3 separate regions of the Mus musculus genome follow, and all the other regions are linked to region 3. A link is a contact called in public promoter capture Hi-C data. All regions are on one chromosome and are shown on one strand. Each heading gives the region's core, a stretch centred on a gene start, on an enhancer-like site or on the middle of the called end of the contact. The rest is flanking DNA. Distances are from core to core; before and after follow the strand shown.

Region 1 (3,548 bases), core at 263-2,762, about 23 Mb before region 3:
AGGAGGGGGAGGGGAGGCCAGAGCCGTGGGAGTTCTCCGGGGCAAACTTTCCACCCAAGTTAGCGCCTTCCCTCTGTCCCCATTTCCCATCTGTTTCCTAGATCTCCCAGAATCACCTTTCTCTTTGGCTCCCCCCTCCCTCAGGCCTTTTTAAGGGATATGCAATTTAGGTTGTTCCCTCTGCTTTCCCAAAGAGCCAAATTCTTTGATGCAATCGGAGGGAGCTGTCAGGGGGCTAAGATTGATCGCCTCATCTCCTCTTGGTCCCTCTGACCCACTTATTTAAAAATCTTCCCCCAGCCGACTTTTCATTTTCAGCTTTGAGGCCTAGTTTCCCACCAATTTGCTTGTGGCTCTGAGGTTTTTTTGTTTTTGGTTTTTTTTTTTTTTTTTTTTTTTTTTGTTGTTTTTTGCCTCCTTCCTCTAGTAAATCACAATATTCTAAAATTGAGCCCATCATAGGTGCCTCACCATAGAATACATTACATTTTTTTTTCTCTCTGGAGGCCCAAAGCAGAATATAATCTCAGTGGTGGTCATTATCCCCAGCCCCCTCTCCCCCACCATCTTTAGGAAATGTTTTCTTACCAGGGATTTTAAAAGTAGCCCAAAGGCAAATACAGAGGGGGAAATCCCTTTGTCCAGAGGGCGACTGTGCACTGACTTTAGCTTTGAAAGTTAAGTGGATGGCTACTTTGGTGCCCTGGATAGAGACACAGATACACCTGGGGGCCTGTGAATACATCTGTCACCTTAGACCTTCTTAGACCCTCCTATTGCCAGGGTTGGGGTGTCACAGTGTGAGTACAGATGACCCCAACAGGAAGGCAAGTGGACATAAGAAACTGCTTGTAAATTCTGAGCAGAGACTAGAATCCAGGGCACATAGCAAGGGAGGTAGGCCCATGTCCCAAAGTGCTCCTGGAATCTATGTCCCTGCTGCGTGCCAGCTCTGTGCATTTCTTAAGTGTGAACTACTGCTTTCTGAGGGTGGGTGGGCTGCCGCTGCTGCTGGTGTTTAGTGCTGTCCTTTATCCATCTCCTTTCTGATTTCCCCCAAGGTATGGAAGCCTCTTTCTACTCCCACTTCCCCCTAAATGAGATTTTTTTTTCTTTTCTTTTGGGGGCTGAGGTGGTGGTAGGGTAAGAGGCTACTGAGGGCCACATAAAGAAAGCATATTAACTCACTCCATTTCTCCCTTAAATGTGGTTGTTTGCCACCACCACACAGTCTCTGAAGGGAAGGAAGAGGTTCTTTTGGCTTTTCTGGGAAAAGAGAGCCATTAGGGAGAGTGTAGGGTACTGATGAAGGAACAGGGGTAGAGGAGGAAGCCTCATGGTATCCAGGTCGTGGTCCTCTGGAGTTTTTGAATCAATTAAAGCAAATAATGCCTGTGTTTTCCACTAGGCCTAGACTAGCGATTGGCGGAGACCGGTCCCGTGACCATGAATTCCCTGCAATTTCGGCGGAGTCCTGGGTTTAATAGAGAGAGTCCCCATACGCTTGTATTTATCAGCAATATACAATTATAAAGGCCTAAATTTAAAAAAAAAAGAGAGAGAGCGAAATCTCCCCCCCCCCGCGAAATTGCTCCATTGCATAAACCTGGGGGGGGCGGGAGAGGGGGGTCCCTCTGATTCTCCCTCCTGACGCCCCCCCCAGCAGGCCCCCTCCCCCACCATTGAAAGCCATGAATTTTGAATTTGAGAGGGAGATTGGGTTTATAAACAGCCAGCCATCGCTCGCCGAGTGTCTGACTTCCTTCCCCGCTGTCTTGGAGACATTTCAAACTTCATCAATCAAGGAGTCGACATTAATTCCTCCTCCTCCTCCTCTGGAGCAAACCTTCCCCAGCCTCCAGCTCGGCGCCTCCACCCTTCAGAGACCAGGGAGCCAAAAGCAAGCCGGAGATGGGCCTGCTCTGCGGTCACCGCCGCCACTCCCCGTTGCCCCCCCAGCCCCCGAGTTCCCCTGGATGAAAGAGAAGAAATCCACCAAGAAACCCAGCCAATCCGCCGCATCCCCTTCTCCAGCCGCCTCCTCGGTCCGGGCCTCCGAGGTCGGATCACCATCAGGTGGGTAAACGTATTAGGGGCGGGGTGAGGGGCAGTTGGAAGAGAAGGGGAGAATGTGAGGTGATGGGGCTCCTGGTGGGGTTCCCTAGGTCGACGGATCTGGGGCGAGGGAAGCAGAGTATCCCGCTGGGGTTCAGGCCTAGCCACTGTTAGCTTCCCCACCCCCAGAAAATTTTGGAAGCTGATTGAGGGTGGGGAGGATGCTTTTTTTTTTTTTTTTTTTTTAAATGTGCTTAGAAAAAAATGATTCGATTGAAGGGTTTCCCCGGTTTCTGTGTAGAGGAATGAAGCGTGTCTGGGATTGAATCTGGAGCCTGGAAAAGATGCGATGCCTCTAGCTCTCCTAAAGCTAGGGAAGAAGAGGGAATTCAAAAGCTAGGAAGGAAAGGGGTGAAGAACAATCTATGATCCCTCTCTCCCCAGGTTGAGTTGGAAAGTTCTGAATTGAGGGGTCCATTGGGAGGACTTGGGGGAGGGAGACTCTGAGGTCCTGGGAGCTAAGAGAAATTGCTCCCCGCCCCCTACGTGGCCCGTGGGCGGCTCTGAAGGCACCGACTTGACCCGGGCCGGGTCTGCCTACGTGGAAGAGCACTAAAAAAAACCCCAAAGACACAGAAAGAAGCGCTGTGGGGGTGGGGTGGGAGCCCGAGTAGGACTGCTGAGAGTCTTTTAAGCCAAAGGGGTGCTCCCGATCTCAGCTAAACGGAGGCTGCGTTGAGACCTCTCTGATAACATAGGGGTGCTTCCCTCGCAGATGGCCCCGGATTGCCAGAATGCGGCGGCAGCGGCTCCCGCAGACTGCGCACGGCCTACACCAACACGCAACTGCTGGAGCTGGAGAAGGAGTTCCACTTCAATAAGTACCTGTGCCGGCCGCGTCGCGTCGAGATCGCTGCCTTGCTGGACCTCACCGAAAGGCAGGTCAAAGTCTGGTTCCAGAACCGACGCATGAAACACAAGCGGCAGACGCAGCATCGAGAGCCGCCCGAGGGAGAACCAGGCGGGCCGAGCGCCCAGGACGACGCGGGAGAGCCAGCCGAGGAACCCACGGTCAGCCCGGGCGACGTCGCGACTCACCGGCTGCGGGAAGCCTGCTTCCACCCCGCCGAGGCCGCGCAGGGACCCCGGGGCGCACCGCCGTCAGCGCTGCCTGCCACCACCCTGGAGAGTGTGGGCGCATCGAGCCCCGGCTGCACAATGCTCAGAGCCGGAGGCCGGCAGAGCGAGCCCCTACCCGAAGACGCCTGCCCCGAGCGGCAGGATTCGCCTTTTCTACCGGACCTCAATTTCTTCGCTGCAGACTCCTGTCTCCAGATGTCCGGAGGCCTTTCACCCAGCCTGCAGGGTTCTCTCGATAGCCCCGTGCCCTTTTCCGAGGAAGAGCTGGACTTCTTCACCAGCACGCTCTGTGCCATCGACTTGCAGTTTCCCTAACTGTTTTCCATCTTTGGTCCTTTCCGTCTGGTCCTCCT
Region 2 (3,268 bases), core at 562-3,061, about 23 Mb before region 3:
TACTTAGAAGAATTTGCATCGGATTTTTGTTTCCCCATTTGGATACTACAGGGAAAAAAATAGATCTTCACGCTGTTTGGTTCCGGATCTGCTGGGCTGTCGCTCTCCAAGAGCGTGGGTGGAATTGAAGGGGCCGGCTGGGCGCCCGCATTGATCTTTAAAAAATCATTTTGAAATCGCCATAATGTGAAGAAATATGGCGCTTCGCCCTCGTATTTCACACGTAATGACACGAGATGGCTTCATTTAGAAAGACAAGCGGGCGGGACTGTGTGTGTGCTCTCGGAGGTGATCCGCAGCCTTCCACTGGGCAGTAGGGGTACTGGCTAAAAACATATTGACCCCCAAGTTAGAACGGTTCCACTTTTTCTAAAAGAAGGGGAGGCTAAGGAGGGAGTCATGGCCCCCGGAGCAGTCTGCCTAATAACGGTCCAGACTCAGAGAATAGCCAAGAAATCTGTCTTTAAACCTAACCCGAGGAAACCAAGCCTGTCTAGGGGCCCGGCCTCCCAGAGCACCACACCGGGGGAGGCGCCTGCACCCAGGCAGAAGCTGTAGAGGCAAGAGCTGGGAGAGCCGCCAGGAAACCAGCCCGTGGCCTCGGGGGAGTCCCTGCGCAGGGCCGCAGATTAGCTGCTAATAAAATGCACTATTTGTAATCTCCACGAGAGGATTGTAGGCGAGAAGGCGGCGGGTGGGGGAAACGGACTGATGCCGGGGACTCCTCTGTACTTGCTACCGTCCTATGTCAGTATTTGGACCTTTTCCAGAGCGGCAATTCCGGGTGAAAAGCGCTAGAGTGCTGAGAATTTAGCTGGCCTCTTTCCCTTTTTGGATGGAAAGGAAGGTAACCCGGTGTTCCTTACTGTGCCGTTTGGGGAGTCTTCTTCCCCTTCTCCTTTAATCATTTCCCACATTAGCCCTCTCATCTGGACATTTTTAAGGGTCTCAGAGATTCCTGGATGAAGGACAAGAAATGACCATGGACCCAGCCTTTCACAAAGGCCCAAGAAAAATTTTAAGGAGTTAAACAAGACTGGTTAGTCTCCCGAAACTCTAGTTCCAGGGCCTGGTGTGTCTCTTTGGCCTTAGGCAGGCTATAATTTCAAGACAGATAATGATTCTTTGGACACTAGTCCCCTTTCGCCTCTCTCAGCTGCTAAAGGATCAAGGGAAGAGCCTAGTCACGTAAATCTCCCCAAATTGTGCCCTGAACCCCCTCCAAAGAGGATAACTGTCCTATAAAAGCCCCAACTTCTTTCTCATCCTTTTACTTCATCTCCTGTGGGTCGCTGTACTGCTGTTGTTTAATAAACATCTCTGTCAAGGGGACAGAGGACAGGAAATGAGGGCCCGCGGGGTGGAGGTGGAGGTGTTGGGGGGGGGCGACAAGACTACCTCCTCTTTAATTACCCTGTCGGGCCTCTCCCGCAGCTCTGAGGCTGGGGCGCTCTCCCTCCCTGTATGCTGGTCCTCCCCCCCCCCCCAATCTGCCTGGGGAGAGGGCTCCTCAGCCTGCGTCCCTCCTGAGGCAGCCCGCTGCTTGCCTCCGCCTCTCCTCCGCCCCCATCGCCCCATGTTGAGAACCCCCCTTCCTGTAAAAGCGGGAGGGGCCCGGGCGGCCCGGCAGCTCAGGCTGAGGTTACGTGGCCGCCGGAGCCCTGACGTGATAGCACATTGCATCAGCATAAAACAATCCATCCTGGATATGGAATGCGGTGAGGACGGATGACAGCGCGAGCGCAGCCCCCTCGCCCGATTGATTTATGTCGGAGCTGACGCTTTATCAGGCAGTCCGCAAAACTTTGACCAATCATTTTGCAAGGAGCTCCGAGCCGGGCTGCTCCACTGTACTTTGTTGGCTGAGAAGTTGAGCAGGGGGTGGGGGTGGGAGGGTGGGGGTCTGGGGGGGGTCGCGTCCGAAAGCCCTCTGCACCGGGTCCGTGTGCCACCTTTTCCCTGCTTGGGCGCCGCGGCGCGAGCGCTTCCCTTCCCCCTGCGAGCGCGCGGATAATGTCTGAGAATGTCCATTTCTGGGACGCTTAGCAGCTATTATGTCGACTCGATCATAAGTCACGAGAGCGAGGACGCGCCTCCAGCCAAGTTTCCTTCGGGCCAGTACGCGAACCCGCGGCAGCCGGGCCACGCCGAGCACCTGGACTTCCCCTCGTGCAGCTTCCAGCCCAAAGCGCCGGTGTTCGGCGCCTCCTGGGCGCCGCTGAGCCCGCACGCCTCGGGGAGCCTGCCGTCTGTCTACCACCCCTACCTGCAGCCCCAGGGCGCGCCGGCGGCCGAAAGCAGGTACCTCCGCACCTGGCTAGAGCCGGCGCCGCGCGCCGAGGCCGCCCCGGGGCAGGGCCAGGCGGCCGTGAAGGCGGAGCCGCTGCTGGGCGCGCCGGGGGAGCTGCTCAAACAGGGCACGCCCGAGTACAGTTTGGAAACTTCGGCGGGCAGGGAGGCTGTCCTGTCTAATCAAAGAGCTGGCTACGGGGACAATAAAATTTGCGAAGGAAGCGAGGACAAAGAGAGGCCGGATCAAAGTAAGTTATAAAAAAAAAAAAAAGTGAGGAAATCCCCCCCAGGCTGCAGGCCAGGCCCGGGGGAGGGGAGGGGAGAGGCCATAAAGCGGACAATGTAAAGGGACAGAGCGCCTGGGGCCGCAGGGCTAGAGTGGGTGGAGGGAAGAGGAAGGAAGGGGCTGGCAAAGCAAAAAGCTGGGTGTCCAGGAGGGGGACACTGAGGCTACCCCCCACTCCTCCTTGTGGCGCAGGGACTGAGACTCAGGGACCAAGTCTCTCTAGTCCTTCATTCTTCCCCAGGCTCGGGCTGGAAAAAGGGAGAGGGACCTGCGATAGAACTGTAGGAGGCCGGGCCGATGGCCAGCGCGGCCCGGAGCCCGCGCGGGCACGGGGCCGAAGAGCACTCGGCAGAGCCGCCTGCGCCACGCGCAGACCGTCCCTGCCGGCCAAGGGGAAGGGGGAGGGGGCTCATTAGGATTTTATTTGCGATGCAACAGCTTGGCGGAGGATTGTTCCTAGCAGATCTCACGCAGTAGCCGCGTCGGGTCGGCAGCAGGCGCCGGGAGGGGCGGGGGAAGCCCAGGATGCGGTGACGGAGCCCCCTCCCCGGTGCGCCGGCCCCTCCCCGGGAGCCTTCCCTCCGGGGGTCCCCCGCCCTTCTAGGGCATCCTCGACAGGACGGCCGTTTCTCCTCCTGCGGTTGCACGCTGATCTCCGCGGGGCTTCCGATCACTTAGGCCGGGCAGTTC
Region 3 (3,556 bases), core at 515-3,014:
GTCAGACCGCTGCTAAAGACTCGCTTCAGTATCTAGTGTTGCTGGCACCGGTCAACGCAGATTAGCTGCTTATGAAATAAATGAAAGAACCAGTCTAACTTATCCTACTACGCCAAAGATGTGAGTCAGAGATGCCACAAATTCTGAATCACGCCTTGGCTGCATTGATAATGGCTCCGTTCCAGTCAAGTCTGTTGTATCTGTTTCTCCAAATTAATTATTTTAACTACTCTCTCCCCCAACTAGGTTTTCATGGTTGGACAGATAAGATATATGACAGACATATTTCAGGTAAAGAGACTTATTTTTTTCCAATGTGTTCATATTAGGTTCTTGGCTACTTCTCGCCAAACAAGAAAGAACTGTATTTTTAAAGTTCTTTGCTCTTAAAAAATAAGTAAGCAACTGTGTTGGTATACCCTGTTCCAGAAAGGGAATAGTGGGCAGATTCTAACAGTAAATGTGACACCCCATAGAATCCCGAAGCGCAAGCAGCAGTTGAAATGGATCCAGCTATTTATAGGATTACAATAAGCACACCTTTGTACAGCGCAACCATTTACTGCCCAGCTGATCTGAACAGGGACAAAAAGAGCTGTCTGGGAGACTTCAGCGGCTCTCTTCCCCCTTGCTTCATCCACTACTGCACCAAGCACCTAAATGAGCAATCATTGCGCTCTCAAGAAGGAAAAAAGAAGGAAAAAAAATGTCTCTTTCCCTGCCCCCTCTGCAAACAGCTGCGAGCTCTTTCCAAAGCAGATTTAACCAACCAACTAAACTGAAGAATACCCTAAAACCCAGTGGTTTCCCGATATTCGTTTCTTAGGGCAGAAAGCTTTACAACCAAAAGATATTACTCCTTCATAAATAGGTTCACGGTTACGTGAAGACAAGGTCCTACAAAGGTGTGACTTTGGATTCGCAGCCTGTTCAAGAAAGAGGCAAAACCAGAAAGCGAATTTTCATTGGATTCTGCTTTATTAAATGAGAGAACGCTTCTTTCATCATGTGCTTGACTCGCTTCAAAACTTACAAAGGAGACTGTTCAACGGAATTTATGTCTGAGCGGGAAAATAAATGGGTAGGGCGCCTAAGCCATGGCGACCTGGGAGGACCGGGGCCACCCCTGGAAATTGATCCAAAGGACTTTACTAGCAGAGCTAGCAAGCAGTGACAAGAATCCAGTTACACCCAAGTCTGCACACCGATCCCTCTGGCCCACGTCGACGTCACCAAAATCGTGAAATAAACTAAGAAAAAAATCAAGTTGGTTGTGTCCCCACGCGCGTACTAAAAGTCGGGGAACTAGGTCCCATTTTCACAACTCTTTAGTTAAGAGTTCGGAGTTCAGTCTTCTTCCAGTGACCTGAATTTTTCATCTACAACCTTAAGTAGAGTTTCGAGGCTCCTTTTTCGGTGTCCCCTCCCGAACCCCGTACTTTTCCACTCTTTTTGTACCCCTGACTGGTAGAGGACTAGTGGGGAGCAGCGCCCCTCACTGGCGGGGGCAAGAAGCGCCGCGTGCTCCCCGCTTCGCCGCCCTCTGGCCAAACAATAGCTTTCCGCAGGGACCTGCGATCCGGAGCGGCCGGACCCCAGGATTCCCGGAGCACGCAGCCTCCCGACACAGTGCAGAGAGCGCCCAACCCCACGGACTGGTCCCCGCCGCGGCTACCACGAACAATGCGCGCCCCGCCCCGCGCGCCCGGCGCGCCTATTGGCCCGGCGGCTGCGGGTAGAGCAGCGCGGGCGACTCCGGCGCGCGTGCGCGGGGCGGGGCGCGGCGGGGGCGGCGCTTTGTGTGCAGCAGTGAGCCGGGGTCTGCGGGGCGCGGGCCGCGGCGGGCGGCGGCATGGAGGAGCTGAGCAGCGTGGGCGAGCAGGTCTTCGCCGCCGAGTGCATCCTGAGCAAGCGGCTCCGCAAGGTGCGTGAGCCCCCGCCCGCTCCCCGCGTGCGCCTGGCGCTCTGCGGGGCTAACCGCCCGCTCTTATCTCTCCGCAGGGCAAGCTGGAGTACCTGGTCAAGTGGCGCGGCTGGTCCTCCAAGTGAGTCTCCGGTGCGCGGCCGCCTTCCCGCGCGCGCCTCCCGGCCTGGGTGGGAACCCTCGCATCGCAGGCCCGGGCGGGAAGTCCTGTGCCTCGGGACCCAGAGGACTCTGGCCGACTGGCGCTGCCCTTTGTTTACGAGCCCACGGGGAGCGAGCAGGGCGGCCTCCAGCCCCGAGTCCCTGGAGCCCGGCCCGCCTCCGCGCCGCGCGCTTCTGGCGCCCATTTGTTGCATGCGCCCCCGCCCAGGAGCTGGCCGCGGCTGGCGCGGGACGCGGGCCCCCTCCCCTTGCCCAAGTTATCCTGCTGTAACCTGAGCTTCCTACTGGTGGGAGGGCTCCCCCACCTACTCCTACCCCCGGCCCGAGCTTGCTTTCTTCTCAATGAGGGACGGGGACCCGGCCTTCTCCGGAAAGGGCTTCCTTTGTAGCTGCCCCGCCACCCTCCTTCCTGAGCCCCATCCCCTCCAGATACCACTCCCCAAACCCGGTGCCCTGCCCGCGCTCTCGGTGGTATCCTCCACTTTGTTCCGTCTGTGCCCCCCGGCTCCCCCTCCCCTACCTGCCTTCCCTCCCCTCCCTGGCTCCGGGCCAGGCCCAGGGGATTCCCTCGGCAGCTTTGCTCTTTGTTGGGGTTTGTTTTCCTCCCAGTGTAGACTGTCGAGTCCTCTCCTGGCCTGCTGGGGTTTGAGGTGGCAGTTTGCCTGTGGGTTTGAGGCTGGGATGCTAACTAACTTTAAGGACTTCTAAGACCTCAGAGGACAGCCTCTGCCGCAGTGCCCCTTGTCCCAGCGGGGCTGTGGGAGCTGTCCCCGGCAGCCCACCTGGATGCTGCTCACCAGCCCGCCCACCCCCCTTTGCTTTGCTTTTCCAGACACAACAGCTGGGAGCCAGAAGAGAACATTTTGGACCCGAGGCTGCTCCTAGCCTTCCAGAAGAAGTGAGAACTCTGGAGGAGGGGAGAGTTGGGTGGAATTGGCTGGTGACACAGTGGCCTGGGGCTGTGGTGTGGGGAAGCCTGTGGTGGAGCACTTTAAGGCCTCACAGACAGCCTCTGGTTTCTCTTGGCCTTTTCTGTGGAGTAGCTTTTGGTCGGCACTAATAGCACTTGAAGCTGGAAGCTTGTTGTAAAAAGCACACCTCTGCCCCTGCCACGGTGTGCGTGTGCCATGGTGCAGGAGAGGGAGGGCCCAGAGTGCAAAGTCATGTGTTTGATGTTTTGCCCAAGCCTTGAAAGTGCTGAGGTCACTTCTGTAATTACAGTTCTTACGTCCCGCCTCGGGGTGGGGGGGGGGGCACGACTCATTGAGATAAGGATCCTGTGAGATGGTGTTGGGAAGGGCATGTTGGGCTGGGGGACAGGGAGGTGGGTTTCACCGGCACCTTCCCTCTGCAATGCCTCTGTCCATAAAGCAGATGAATGTCTGCTCAGAAACCTCCCCAGCTGAGGTCAGTCGAGCGAGCTTGTTCTCTGGTAGCCCAGCCTGTGTTTCTCAGTGTTACAGGAGTGGG

Evidence for each region. Promoter capture Hi-C pulls out the DNA fragments that hold promoters and counts their contacts.
Region 1: a promoter capture Hi-C map of embryonic stem cells shows a contact between it and region 3, with 7 read pairs. The contact joins the promoter of Hoxb2 here to the promoter of Cbx2 in region 3. A contact is called at or near these places in 2 of 39 promoter capture datasets (both in embryonic stem cells) and 1 of 484 Hi-C or Micro-C datasets (embryonic stem cells).
Region 2: a promoter capture Hi-C map of embryonic stem cells shows a contact between it and region 3. The contact joins the promoter of Hoxb9 here to the promoter of Cbx2 in region 3. A contact is called at or near these places in 2 of 39 promoter capture datasets (both in embryonic stem cells) and 1 of 484 Hi-C or Micro-C datasets (embryonic stem cells).

Annotation. Positions count from the first base shown.
Region 1 is chr11:96,350,120-96,353,667 of GRCm38.p6, forward strand. It overlaps Hoxb2 (homeobox B2), which reads left to right and starts at 1,513. Exons shown (of 2, transcript NM_134032.2): 1 at 1,513-2,076; 2 at 2,831-3,548. The coding sequence starts at 1,692. The coding sequence ends at 3,510. Hoxb3os (homeobox B3 and homeobox B2, opposite strand) reads right to left here and starts at 3,275. Exons shown (of 4, transcript NR_155303.1): 1 at 2,941-3,275.
Region 2 is chr11:96,269,519-96,272,786 of GRCm38.p6, forward strand. Hoxb9 (homeobox B9) reads left to right here and starts at 1,812. Exons shown (of 2, transcript NM_008270.2): 1 at 1,812-2,540. The coding sequence starts at 2,024.
Region 3 is chr11:119,021,257-119,024,812 of GRCm38.p6, forward strand. Cbx2 (chromobox 2) reads left to right here and starts at 1,765. Exons shown (of 5, transcript NM_007623.3): 1 at 1,765-1,924; 2 at 2,002-2,045; 3 at 2,919-2,984. The coding sequence starts at 1,853. It overlaps Gm35829 (a long non-coding RNA gene), which reads right to left and starts at 2,583. Exons shown (of 3, transcript XR_389218.4): 1 at 2,017-2,583.